Linked DNA regions of Mus musculus: regions 1 and 2 are each linked to region 3. The links are chromatin contacts, called in public HiChIP or PLAC-seq maps. All regions are on one chromosome and are shown on one strand. Each heading gives the region's core, a stretch centred on a gene start, on an enhancer-like site or on the middle of the called end of the contact. The rest is flanking DNA. Distances are from core to core; before and after follow the strand shown. Region 1 overlaps Gm31012 (a long non-coding RNA gene). Region 2 has its middle 37 kb from the start of 2410003I16Rik. Region 3 holds the start of 2410003I16Rik (a long non-coding RNA gene).

Region 1 (3,604 bases), core at 130-2,629, 53 kb before region 3:
GTTACTATTATTGTGTGACCTGTATGCATCTGTACATGTTCATGCCTGCCAGAGGCCAGAGGTGACTTCTTCAGTCACTTTCCATCTCAGTTTTGGAGACAGGGCCTCATTATACCGGGACCTCATTGATTGGGGGAAGGCAGTGAGCTCTGGGGACCTACCAGGCCCCTCACTCAGGCCTGGTATTATGAACACGCTCTGTGCCATGGAGCCTGGTGTTTCCATGCCTGCTAAGGACTGAACTCAGGGTCCCCTGTTTGTGCACCTCACTGGGTAAGCCATCTCCCCAGCTGAGCTATCTCCCCTTTTTACTCAATTCTTCACATGGCGCCTCCCTCTAGGCAAAACTAAGCCTAGGAAAGTCTGTGGACTTTATTAGCCCACAAGACAAAGCCCAGCAGGACCGTGGAGGGTTTCATCTGTACTGAGGTAGAGACAAACGGAACCCGATGAAGCCCTTAGTTATTACTGTTTTTAAAAGCATGCTCAATTTAAATAAACGTCAAGCCCCACAAGGCAACCGCTAGCACTCGACGCTCATGAAGTTAGCTCAATCATACACCAGAAGAATTTCTTTCTGTTGTGATTAATCTTTTCTGCAGGCTTTCCCAAGCTAAGTAGCAGAGTCTTACTGCGCTCCTGAAGCGGCAACTCTGAGGGCTGAGAAGAAATCGCATCCTCATAGACCTGCCCTGCCCTGCCCTGACCCAGCTGTGAGCATCAGGACCTCTGGAGTCTAGGGAAGCCATGGTCAAGACTCTGCTCTGAGGCCCCCAGGGGCCCTCACGGTTCCCCCAAAGTTTCAATTACTCAATAGTAAGAGTCTATAGCACTGTCAAGTTTTCAACTACAGGCTCCATGTCTACTGGGTAAGACTCCAACGCCTCAGCAGGGCAAACCAGGGATCCGTGATAAATGATGACCCACAAGTGGTCTGGCACTGTGGAGTTTGGCAGTCCTCCTTGGGTGTGATAATTTCCTACCCACCAACCATCCTGTCAGCACGTCGGATTTAAAATATCACACGTGGAACAATGAAAGATTGCCAGCATCTCACCACCACCTTTTGATTAATGAGCCATTCCTCTGAGATGGATTGGCTTGTTTGATTCCGTTACCTGGGATGACTGATGGCTGTTTTAAAAAACACTTAGCGGCAGCGTTGCCCTGCGTGAGATAATTTTCATACGCCTTTTGCAGCCGCATCCAGAATAATTGGACTTTATTGCCTGCCTTCCATGCATGAACCCAAGTTCCCTGGAGAAGCCTAACAGCTTGAGACCCCGCTGCTGTAGTCTTTCCACACTGATCAGCTGCCGTGGTCACAGGAAAGCTCCCACCAGATGGCCGGCCAGCCTTCTAGTGACATTTCCCGTTTCCCGTCCATTACTCACCAACGGAAAATAATGTGACATGAACTCCCCATTTTTGAGTAATATGTGGTTATATCCTTGTGGTTCCTGTGCTAAAGGCAAATGAATTATCATACAGTCGTTTCTTAATTCTCTGGGGAGAAAACAGAAGAGACAGCCGGTCACAGTGTTTGGCTGGGAGGGGGATCGGCACTCTTCAGGCATCCACCACGGCGTTTACATTTAATGTCCTAATTCCTTTTTCTTTCCCTTTTTCTTGTTGCTTATTCTTCTATTGCTCAGGAAAAGTAAGCTTGTCTGCTTAAGACACCAGAGCTCAGTTTTAAGAATAGTTGTCCTTGGACGCCCTGTTTGTGATTACTTCTCCCGGGTGTTCCTTTTCCTGATGCTCTGGTGCAGAAACGAGACATTGGTGGTGGACATTGGTTCTGTTCTGTCTCTAAAGGCCCAGTTTTCTCTTCCACATGGACCCAATTGTCTAGTTCTTTTAGAATTCTTTACTTTTTAGTTTTAGATTTTTTTTTAAAGTTAATTTTTAAAAAGCCGTGTGTTTGTGTGTCTTCGTGGGTGGATGCACACACGGGAGGAATACCGCAGAGACAAGAAGAGGCCATGGGGCCCTGGAGCTGGAGTTACAGGCAGCTGTAAGCCACCCGCGACTGGAGACAAATCCAGGTCCCTCTGCAGAAGCAGTGCAGAGTCTTGAGTGTTGCTCTCCAGTCCCAAGAAGCGTTACTCTTAAAAGCGGTGGCTAATACCCTGAAGTGTTTGACTCTGTGTTTTTCTAGTTCCCTTCTGACCAGAGCCTTGTATGTGACTAGCTTTTAATTATCTAATTGCTATCTTTATTATTAGAGACAAGTGACTAATTATTATATTAATTAATAATTTCTATATTATTAAAGACAAACATTTGAAGCTGACGCACCCTTACCTTGTGCAGGGTGGCGTGTAAGAGAATGATGTCCACCACTGGTCATGGCTAGTCTGTGGGGCCAGCGCTTTATGACCGTTAGGTTTGGTATAGCAGAACTCGGAGCCAAGCTCCACTGATTGGCACAATTTGACCCTTCCCTCTGACTCCAAGCTGTGAATCTCTGTGACTCCAGAAGCCAAGAGCCAAGAAACCCTTCTTTCTGGAAAGTTCCCTCCCCCCCCCCCCCGACATTCCCTTCTCAGACAAAAGGCAACATGGGGTGCAGGTCTCTGCTTACTCTGTTCTCACAGGAGAACAGAGCTAAGAAGCTGTTCATATGGTCCCTTCGTCAGGCAGCCAGCCTAGAGGAACTGGGGTCTCTCGTAGGCTTCACCCCCACAGAGGCATCTGCCCTTGTCCTGGAGATGTGATTTTCCCAAGGTTCCATGCTGCCTACTTACAAATCTGTTCAGTGAAACAACGCCTATGTTACAAGGTAGCGGGACACTCCAGAAGCTGTGGGAAGCTCTCAGAGTGGACCAGAAGGTTCTAAGAAATTACTTCTAGAAGATTCTGGGAATGGCTTCTGTGTCTTCTTCCCATCTCTACCAAAGACAGAGTAAATGGCAGCCTTGCTTGGCTCTCTGTCCTTTGCACTCACCCAGCTAGGACAGACAGCACCCAGGATGATCTGCCCGGAGTGTCCCCTGTTGGTAATTCAACCCTTCACACGCTCATTTGCATCCGCTCAGACGACTGTTGTGGCTACAAAGAAATGTTTTTCCTTAGTAGAATCACAAATAATTTGAACAGAAAGCTACAGACAAGACAGACTAATCATGTTTGAAAGGAGGTATCTCTGCACACAGAAGGTTTTCTGCATCTAAAATGCTCTTTCTCCATCAAAACTCTGTGTGATGGGGCTTCCTGACACGCAGAAAGTGAACAGCTGGCCGAGTTTCTTCCCTCAGGTGAAAAAGTCAAACTCTACATGTGCCTGGGCCCTTTCTGTAGCAACTTTCCTCAGCCACCTGGGTCACCTCGGAGACGATAACCACTGCGGAAGACTGCCTGCACTATTCTCCTTTAACTCCATTTGTGTTTTCTAGTTAGAAACAAATAGCGTGAGGACTGGAGAGATGGTTCAGTGGTTAGGGTCTGCGGCGGCAGCGGCGGCGCATGTCTTTGATTCCTGTTGGGCTAATCCCTTGTGCACTGTGCAAAGGTTGTTTTTGTATGAAGCATCACCTGTATCTCAGTTTTGCAAGCATCTTTTCCATCACCTTCTGATTGGTTTAGTAAAGAGCTGAACAGC
Region 2 (3,153 bases), core at 629-3,128, 37 kb before region 3:
CAGTGTTCCCAAGGCTGGCCAGCTAACGCATGCTCAGGCTGGGACTTGAGCCCAGGATCTGGCTCTATTGCCATACGTGGAAAACCTGCTCTGCCAGTCAATATCACACACACACACACACACACACCCCCCACATTTCACATACACATCACACACACACTATACACACATTATACATACACACCATACACACACATCACACACACATCTCACACACATACCATACACAAGTACACCATACATACACACCATATACATACACACCATATACACATACACCATGCACACACATCACTCATATACACTCACACATATCACACACATTATAATACATATCATATCCCCACATCACGAACACACACACACACATTATAATACATATCATATCCCCACATCACAAACACACACACACACAATACTTAAAGACACATCATACACATATACACATCATATACACACATATCACACACCACACCATATATACATACATAAACATCATATATACACACATATCATATACACACATCACACACACTATACATATATGCACATTACATACACATCACACATCTCATACACACACACACACACACACACACACACACACACACACACCTCTTCCCACCTTGAGATGAGGTAAAACTGAGCTAACATGGCTGAAAGTGGGCTCTGAAAAGCAGAAGGTCACCCAGCTCTGTCACCTCCTTCCTCATGTTTTTCTAAGTTTTGGGTCAGTTCCTATAATGGGTAGCAGCATGGGATGCTGAGGGCTATCCACTTTTTACTAGGTGAGGAAACTGAATTACCCAATTACTGAATTTCCCACACCTGCAGCCAGGGTCCTCTGTCAGCTAGGTTTTCATTTGGGGACCCAGAGAGTGACACTCGAGATCTTAGGAGTCCTGTAAGCTCTTGGCTCCCCTAAGCCCGGGTTTCCATTTACCAGAGAGCTGGCAGGGATGCCATGCAGGAATCAGGAGGCTCACCCTGCACCTTCACCAGGTCCTCAGTCTGCTCTTGCCTAGCCTTTCCTAAGGTGGACATTTCTGGGGACAGTCTCTGCATCAGAGACCCAAGTCTGAGCTGACAGGGACCCCCACCCTGTGAACGGAGCCTCTCGGACGTCTCCAACTCTCCCACAGCGTGGATTCTGGGTGTCCTTGACGTTTTTCCTCTGCGATCCCCCTGTTACACACACCCCCCCGAGGGTCTCCAGAGGGAAACCTCTCTTGGGCTAAACAGTGAATTTGAGGCTAAGGAGAATTCAAACTTTCCTGCTCCGGCCACAGGCAGGCAGTCCCTCCCTAAAGCAAACCACACTCTCGCAAGCCCACTGAGCCTAAAAGAGATGTCTCCGTGTTTTACTCTATGTGTACTTCAGCATGAATCTTACTCCTTCCTTGAGGCAGGACTGCAAATCAACTTTATATGGGCTGGGACAGCTGGGAGAGATAGGCAGAGATCTGATTGATAAACGGTGACAGGAGCCCAACTGTAAGGACCAGCCAGAGCAGCGATTAGCCCAGTAGGTTTACTAATCACTGAAAGGAACGCAGTTACAAACCCACAATGCCCTGGCCACTTCGGTGGGTGCCAGTTGCCTTTGCTTGCTAAAGGGACTGTAAATACAGGTCGGCGCCGTGGTGTTTGTGGGTAGACACAGAACGGCTTGCAGGGCTCTTGGTAATTGAAAACTATTGGGTCTTCAGCTCTGGACCAGAGCAGGGGACTCTGGTGGGGGTGGGGGCGGGGGCTGGGATAGGGGCATTACAGACAGAAACCCACAGAGAGAGATAGAGGAAGGGGGAGAAGAGGGAGGCTGGAAGGGGCCGGGGAGGGAGAGAAGGGGGTATGGGTAGAGGAAGGGGAGGGGCTGTGGGCGGAGAGAGGAAGGGGAGGAGTTTCTTTGTTCCTCCACTTAAGTCAGTGGTGTCCTCATGAGTTCTAGCAAGAGTGCTTTTGTTTGTGGATTTTTTGTTGTTGTTTGTTTGTTTTCGAAACAGGGTTTCTTTGTGCAGTCCTGGCTGTCCTGGAACTCCCTCTGTAGACCAGGCTGGCCTCGAACTCAGAAATCTGCCTGCCTCCACCTCACAAGTGCTGGGATTAAAGGTGTGTGTTACCACTGCCCGGCTGCAGGAGTGTTTTTAAAGAGTTTTGGAATCTCAGGTGTGAGCGAGCCGCAGTAAGGGTCTGAGTTGGGTTTGGTTTGGTCTTTTGGGGGGTTACTAGTTAAAGACCATCCTTCACATACATCATCAGGCGTGTGTCCAGACACTGGAGTCCATCCTTGCAACGTTTTTTGAAGACAAGGACTCCCCTCGCCCCTGCAGAAGATCACAGACGACCATCAAAGGACCTCCCAGTATCTCAGTGCTCAGCAAAAGGAGTTTGCTCTCTCTGGATCGGCATCTTGTGCGTCCACTTCCTCAGGTGCCTGAGCTCTGAGGATCTGAACGGTTGAAGACTCATTTCTTCCTTATTGAAATACTTGGCAGGGGGGAGGGTGTCCCTTTCCACAGCCCCTAGTATAACTTCTATGTCAAAAGGAAGTTCCATATTAAAGTCCAGGACTCTGTGGTACGTTTTAACTGAAATAAGCTGATAACGACCCCCCCCCCCACCGCCATACACACACTCTGATGTGTTTATAAAAAGATAAAGAGAGAAGGATGTGTGGTGAGGTATGGGAGAAGGGATGCCTCGGTGGGCCCATGCTGAGGCATCCCTTCTCCCGGAGGGACCAGCCACACGATTGTATAGTGTAGAATAGTTTATTCAGGGCATGGGGAAGGAAGTTAAGAGGGTAGTAGAAGCAGAAAGAGAGAGAGAGAGAGAGAGAGAGAGAGAGAGAGAGAGAGAGAGAGAGAGAGGAAGAAGAAGGAGGAGGAGGAGGGGGAGGGGGAGAGAGGAGAGGTGGCCGGCCATGAGCACGTGGAGAGAGAGCGGGAAGAGAATGGGGAGAGAGGAGGGAAGGGAAAAAGCAAGGGAGCAAGAGAGAAACAAGAGAGGGCAAGAGAGCAAGGAGCGGGCAAGCAGCCCCTTTCATAGTAGGTCAGGCCTACCTGGCTGTTGCTGTGGGGCGGAGCATACCTGGCTGTTGCCAAGTAACTGTGGGGTGGAGCTTAGACAGAATGCTAACACACAGCCACCTAG
Region 3 (3,190 bases), core at 148-2,647:
AGCAAGGCTGAGAGGGAAAGACAGAGAGACTGAAAGTAAAGATTAACTTGTAAATGACTTTATTGCCAGGGGAATTGTCCCCCATCACCTGGTCACTGCCCAGGTCACCTCCATGGTGTGTTCATCTCCACTGAAGCCTGGGGTCTAGATAGGTCTTGTCCAGCAGAAGACAAGACTCACATTAGTCCACACTTGCTTAAGGCTGGGCATGCACACTGCTTCCCGTTTCTTCAGCCACTCGGTCTACCTACTACCCAAGCTTATCAATACCACATGCACAAGACACTTTGGTATAAGAGACTCCACCCTGGCACCAGGGAAAGGCAGGCAGATTGTGAAGCTAAGCAGCCTGCAGGCACACGGGCCAGCTGGGTCCCAGCTCTGTTCCCCATTATGAATGACCTTGCATATGTGTCTTGTGCCTGTTTTGATCTTTAAAGTGAGCTTAGAAATACTGACAGACAAGGACCTGGAGAGTGCTTCGTGGGTAAACTGTCGTGCAAGCATAAAGAAAAAGCTGAGCATGGCTATGCATGCCTGTCACCCCCGGGTGGGTGGGTGCAGGGAGACAAATTCCGGAGCTCGACCAACCGGCAGCCAAGCTGGCTCAGTGAGAGACCCTCTCTCAAAAAGTAAGGTGGCTAGCAACTGAGGGGGACACTTGATATTGATCTCCACAGACAGCGCACAGGTGCACAGGCTAGCTGAGGAGCACAGACTAACTCATACATGCACATATACTAATTAAAGTCCCTCAGAGAGTCAATAGTGTGGTTCGACTTCAAGACCATTCCCTAAACAGAGTACCCCCTTGGCAGTGGGTTTTTTTTTTTTTTCCTGTCTATTTAGGTCTCCAGCTAACGAAATGAGGCCACCTACATCATGGGCATAATGCCCTCTGCTGTCTACTGTATCGATTTAACTGTGCTGGCTAGTTTTTATGTCAACTCAACACAAGCTAGAGTCACCTGAAAGGAGGGAGCCTTGATTAAGAAAGTGCCTCGGTAAGATTCAGCTACAGGGGATATCTTGATTAGTGATTGATGGGGGAGGGCCCAGCCCATTGTGGGCGGGGCCATCTCTGGGCTGATGGTCCTGGTTCTATAAGAAAGCAGGCTGAGCAAACCATGGCGAGCAAGCCAGTAAGCAGCACCCTTCCACGGCCTCTGCATTAACCCCTGCCTCCAGGTTTCTGCCTGCCCTGAGACAGAAACAAACATTCTCACAGAAACATCCAGGATAACTTTTGGACTCATATCTGGATCATGCCCAACCAAGTTGACACACAGAATGAACTGTCCCCAAGGCATGTTTGCCCATGTGACCCCAATAACGAGCTCTATGCTTGTTTGTCTTTAGGGACCGTGTGTTTAAGGAAACAATTTCTTTACTGAATGGTGCTTCATTTGGTAGACCATTCTTTGGGACTGTTGTTCCTCCCAACACCCTCTGGGAACTATGTGCAACGGCAAACAGCTGAGAAGACAAGGAGGCCCAGGCTAGGTGGCCAGGCAGGTGCCTGATGCTGCTGAGATGACAAGGAGGCCCAGGCTAGGTGGCCAGGCAGGTGCCTGATGCTGCTGAAAAGACAAGGACTCTTCCCCACCCCACCTCACCCATGTTAGGTGGCCAGGCAGGTGCCTGACACTGCTGTCCTCTGGGGAGGTGTAAAATTTCCATTAGAAAAATGCAAGGAGGCTGGCCCTGGTGGCACAAACCTTAAATCCCAGCACTCAGGATGGAGAGACCGGCAGATCTCGGAGTTTCAGGCTAGTTAGAACTACGCAGTAAGACCCCGTCTCAAAAACAAACAAACGAGCAAGAAGACGAAAAAGGAGGAGGAAGAGAACTAAGGTGAGGAGGAGAAGAAGAAAGGAAAAAGGAACGCACCAGGCAAACGGGAAGAGGGTGAGCCGGTGCAGCAGGCCCTCGAGGACTGACCACGGTGTGAGATGGATAGCAGGCAGGGTGATGGATGAAGACACCAGCCTGTAGCTAGCTTGAAGAAGGGGCAGACATATATCTGAGCTATAAATCTCAGAAGGAGAAGCAGAGATTAGGAGCGAGAAACAGGGGCTGAGCTGTGCTTTCTGAGTGAACACACTGAAGAAGGGGGAGATTTGCACCACTGCAGCAGACTTTTTTTTTTTTTTTTTTTTGTCTTTTACTCTGAAGTGCCAAGAACTGGAAGAGGAAGTATGTTGCTGCGCTGCAGAGTTGCCGTGGCAATGGGTCAGCAGCAGAAAGAAACAGGTTGGGAGAAAGGCTCCATTTCTGCGCGGGGGTAGGGGGGGTAGGGGACAAGGGGGGGCTAGAGGGGGCAGGAGACAGGATGAGGAACAGATGGGGAAAGCAGTCACTGAAGTCACAGAGGCAGCAGGAGAGTGAAGTAAAAACCAGGCTGGATCGTGGGGGAGGGACATGAGGGGGGGGGTGATGTCGGGGCGGGGGGTGCAGAAATTACACCCAAAGTCAAATGTGGTCCTCAGTTTCTGCTCGCCTCCCCCTTCCCTACCTATGCGTTTCAAGGCATCCTAGTGTGTTTTGTGAGGTTTCTTATTGCTAATCCGACATTCACCACTTTGTCTTTGACCCAGGTTCTGCCCTCAACAGACCATCTGTTAGGAAGGGACCTTAAATCTCCAAGAAAGGAAGTCTCTAGAGATAGGACATTCCATTCTGTTGGAGTTTAAATTTGGTCCCAGAGCAACAAGACCTGCTTTGGAGCCTCCAAACCTCAGGACTCCACAGTTCTCAAAAAGACAGCCGAACGGCTTCCTGGAATCCCGTGTGAGCTGTCAGCTCTGCAGCAGTGTAAAGATGCTGGAGCATCCTCCAACCGCAAGCCAAGGACCACAAAGCCTTGCGTATCACCTTGGCTTTCTTACAGTGAGTGGGTGATTGAAATGACAGACTCTCAGCCCATGTGCTTAACTGCTTGAGGTTAGACCTGGGGAGACTGGGCTAAGGGAGAGATGATGCAAACCCACTTACAAGGAGAATGGCCTTGAGTTCTGAGTGACCTTGGGGTGGGCAGCCTGGTCGTCAGAGTAAGCCAGTGGACTTTATGTCTTTTTTTTTTTCTTTTTCTTTTTTAATTGGACATTTTCTTTATTTACATTTCAGATATTATCCCCTTTCCTGGTTTCCCCTCCGGAAAAGCAACCTCCCCACTCTTCCCACTCACCAA

What was found. HiChIP or PLAC-seq counts read pairs in DNA pulled down with a chosen protein or histone mark.
Region 1: an H3K27ac HiChIP or PLAC-seq map of the HPC-7 cell line shows a contact between it and region 3, with 4 times the contacts expected there. The contact joins the enhancer-like site here to the promoter of 2410003I16Rik in region 3. A contact is called at or near these places in 6 of 39 promoter capture datasets (the C10 cell line, the HPC-7 cell line, cranial neural crest and 3 more), 2 of 15 datasets of contacts at CTCF or cohesin (embryonic stem cells and pro-B cells), 31 of 484 Hi-C or Micro-C datasets (B cells, the CH12 cell line, the G1E-ER4 cell line and 17 more), 13 of 115 datasets of contacts at active chromatin or transcription factors (the HPC-7 cell line, double positive thymocytes, embryonic stem cells and 2 more) and 3 of 9 other capture datasets (adipose tissue, liver and pancreatic islet).
Region 2: an H3K27ac HiChIP or PLAC-seq map of embryonic stem cells shows a contact between it and region 3, with 73 read pairs. The contact joins the enhancer-like site here to the promoter of 2410003I16Rik in region 3. A contact is called at or near these places in 1 of 39 promoter capture datasets (embryonic stem cells), 3 of 15 datasets of contacts at CTCF or cohesin (all in embryonic stem cells), 24 of 484 Hi-C or Micro-C datasets (the HL-1 cell line, cerebral cortex, cortical neurons and 4 more), 17 of 115 datasets of contacts at active chromatin or transcription factors (embryonic stem cells and stem cell-derived neural progenitor cells) and 3 of 9 other capture datasets (adipose tissue, embryonic stem cells and pancreatic islet).

What each region holds. Positions count from the first base shown.
Region 1 is chr16:93,956,237-93,959,840 of GRCm38.p6, forward strand. It overlaps Gm31012 (a long non-coding RNA gene), which reads left to right. Exons shown (of 2, transcript XR_385072.3): 2 at 603-1,486. It also overlaps a transcript of Cldn14 not described here. Among named protein-coding and RNA genes, the nearest start is that of Cldn14, 28 kb to the left of the region's middle. Within about 2 kb of position 1,380, at least 26 of the 459 cell types and tissues checked have an H3K27ac peak or open chromatin away from gene starts, as enhancers often do. A contact at or near this core is called in the CH12 cell line, the HPC-7 cell line, bone marrow-derived macrophages and 1 more, where this site is marked.
Region 2 is chr16:93,971,868-93,975,020 of GRCm38.p6, forward strand. It overlaps a transcript of Cldn14 not described here. Among named protein-coding and RNA genes, the nearest start is that of 2410003I16Rik, 37 kb to the right of the region's middle. Within about 2 kb of position 1,879, at least 67 of the 459 cell types and tissues checked have an H3K27ac peak or open chromatin away from gene starts, as enhancers often do. A contact at or near this core is called in differentiating embryonic stem cells, embryonic stem cells and hematopoietic stem and progenitor cells, where this site is marked.
Region 3 is chr16:94,009,258-94,012,447 of GRCm38.p6, forward strand. It overlaps 2410003I16Rik (a long non-coding RNA gene), which reads left to right and starts at 1,398. Exons shown (of 4, transcript XR_003951876.1): 1 at 1,398-1,854; 2 at 2,176-2,253; 3 at 2,598-3,190.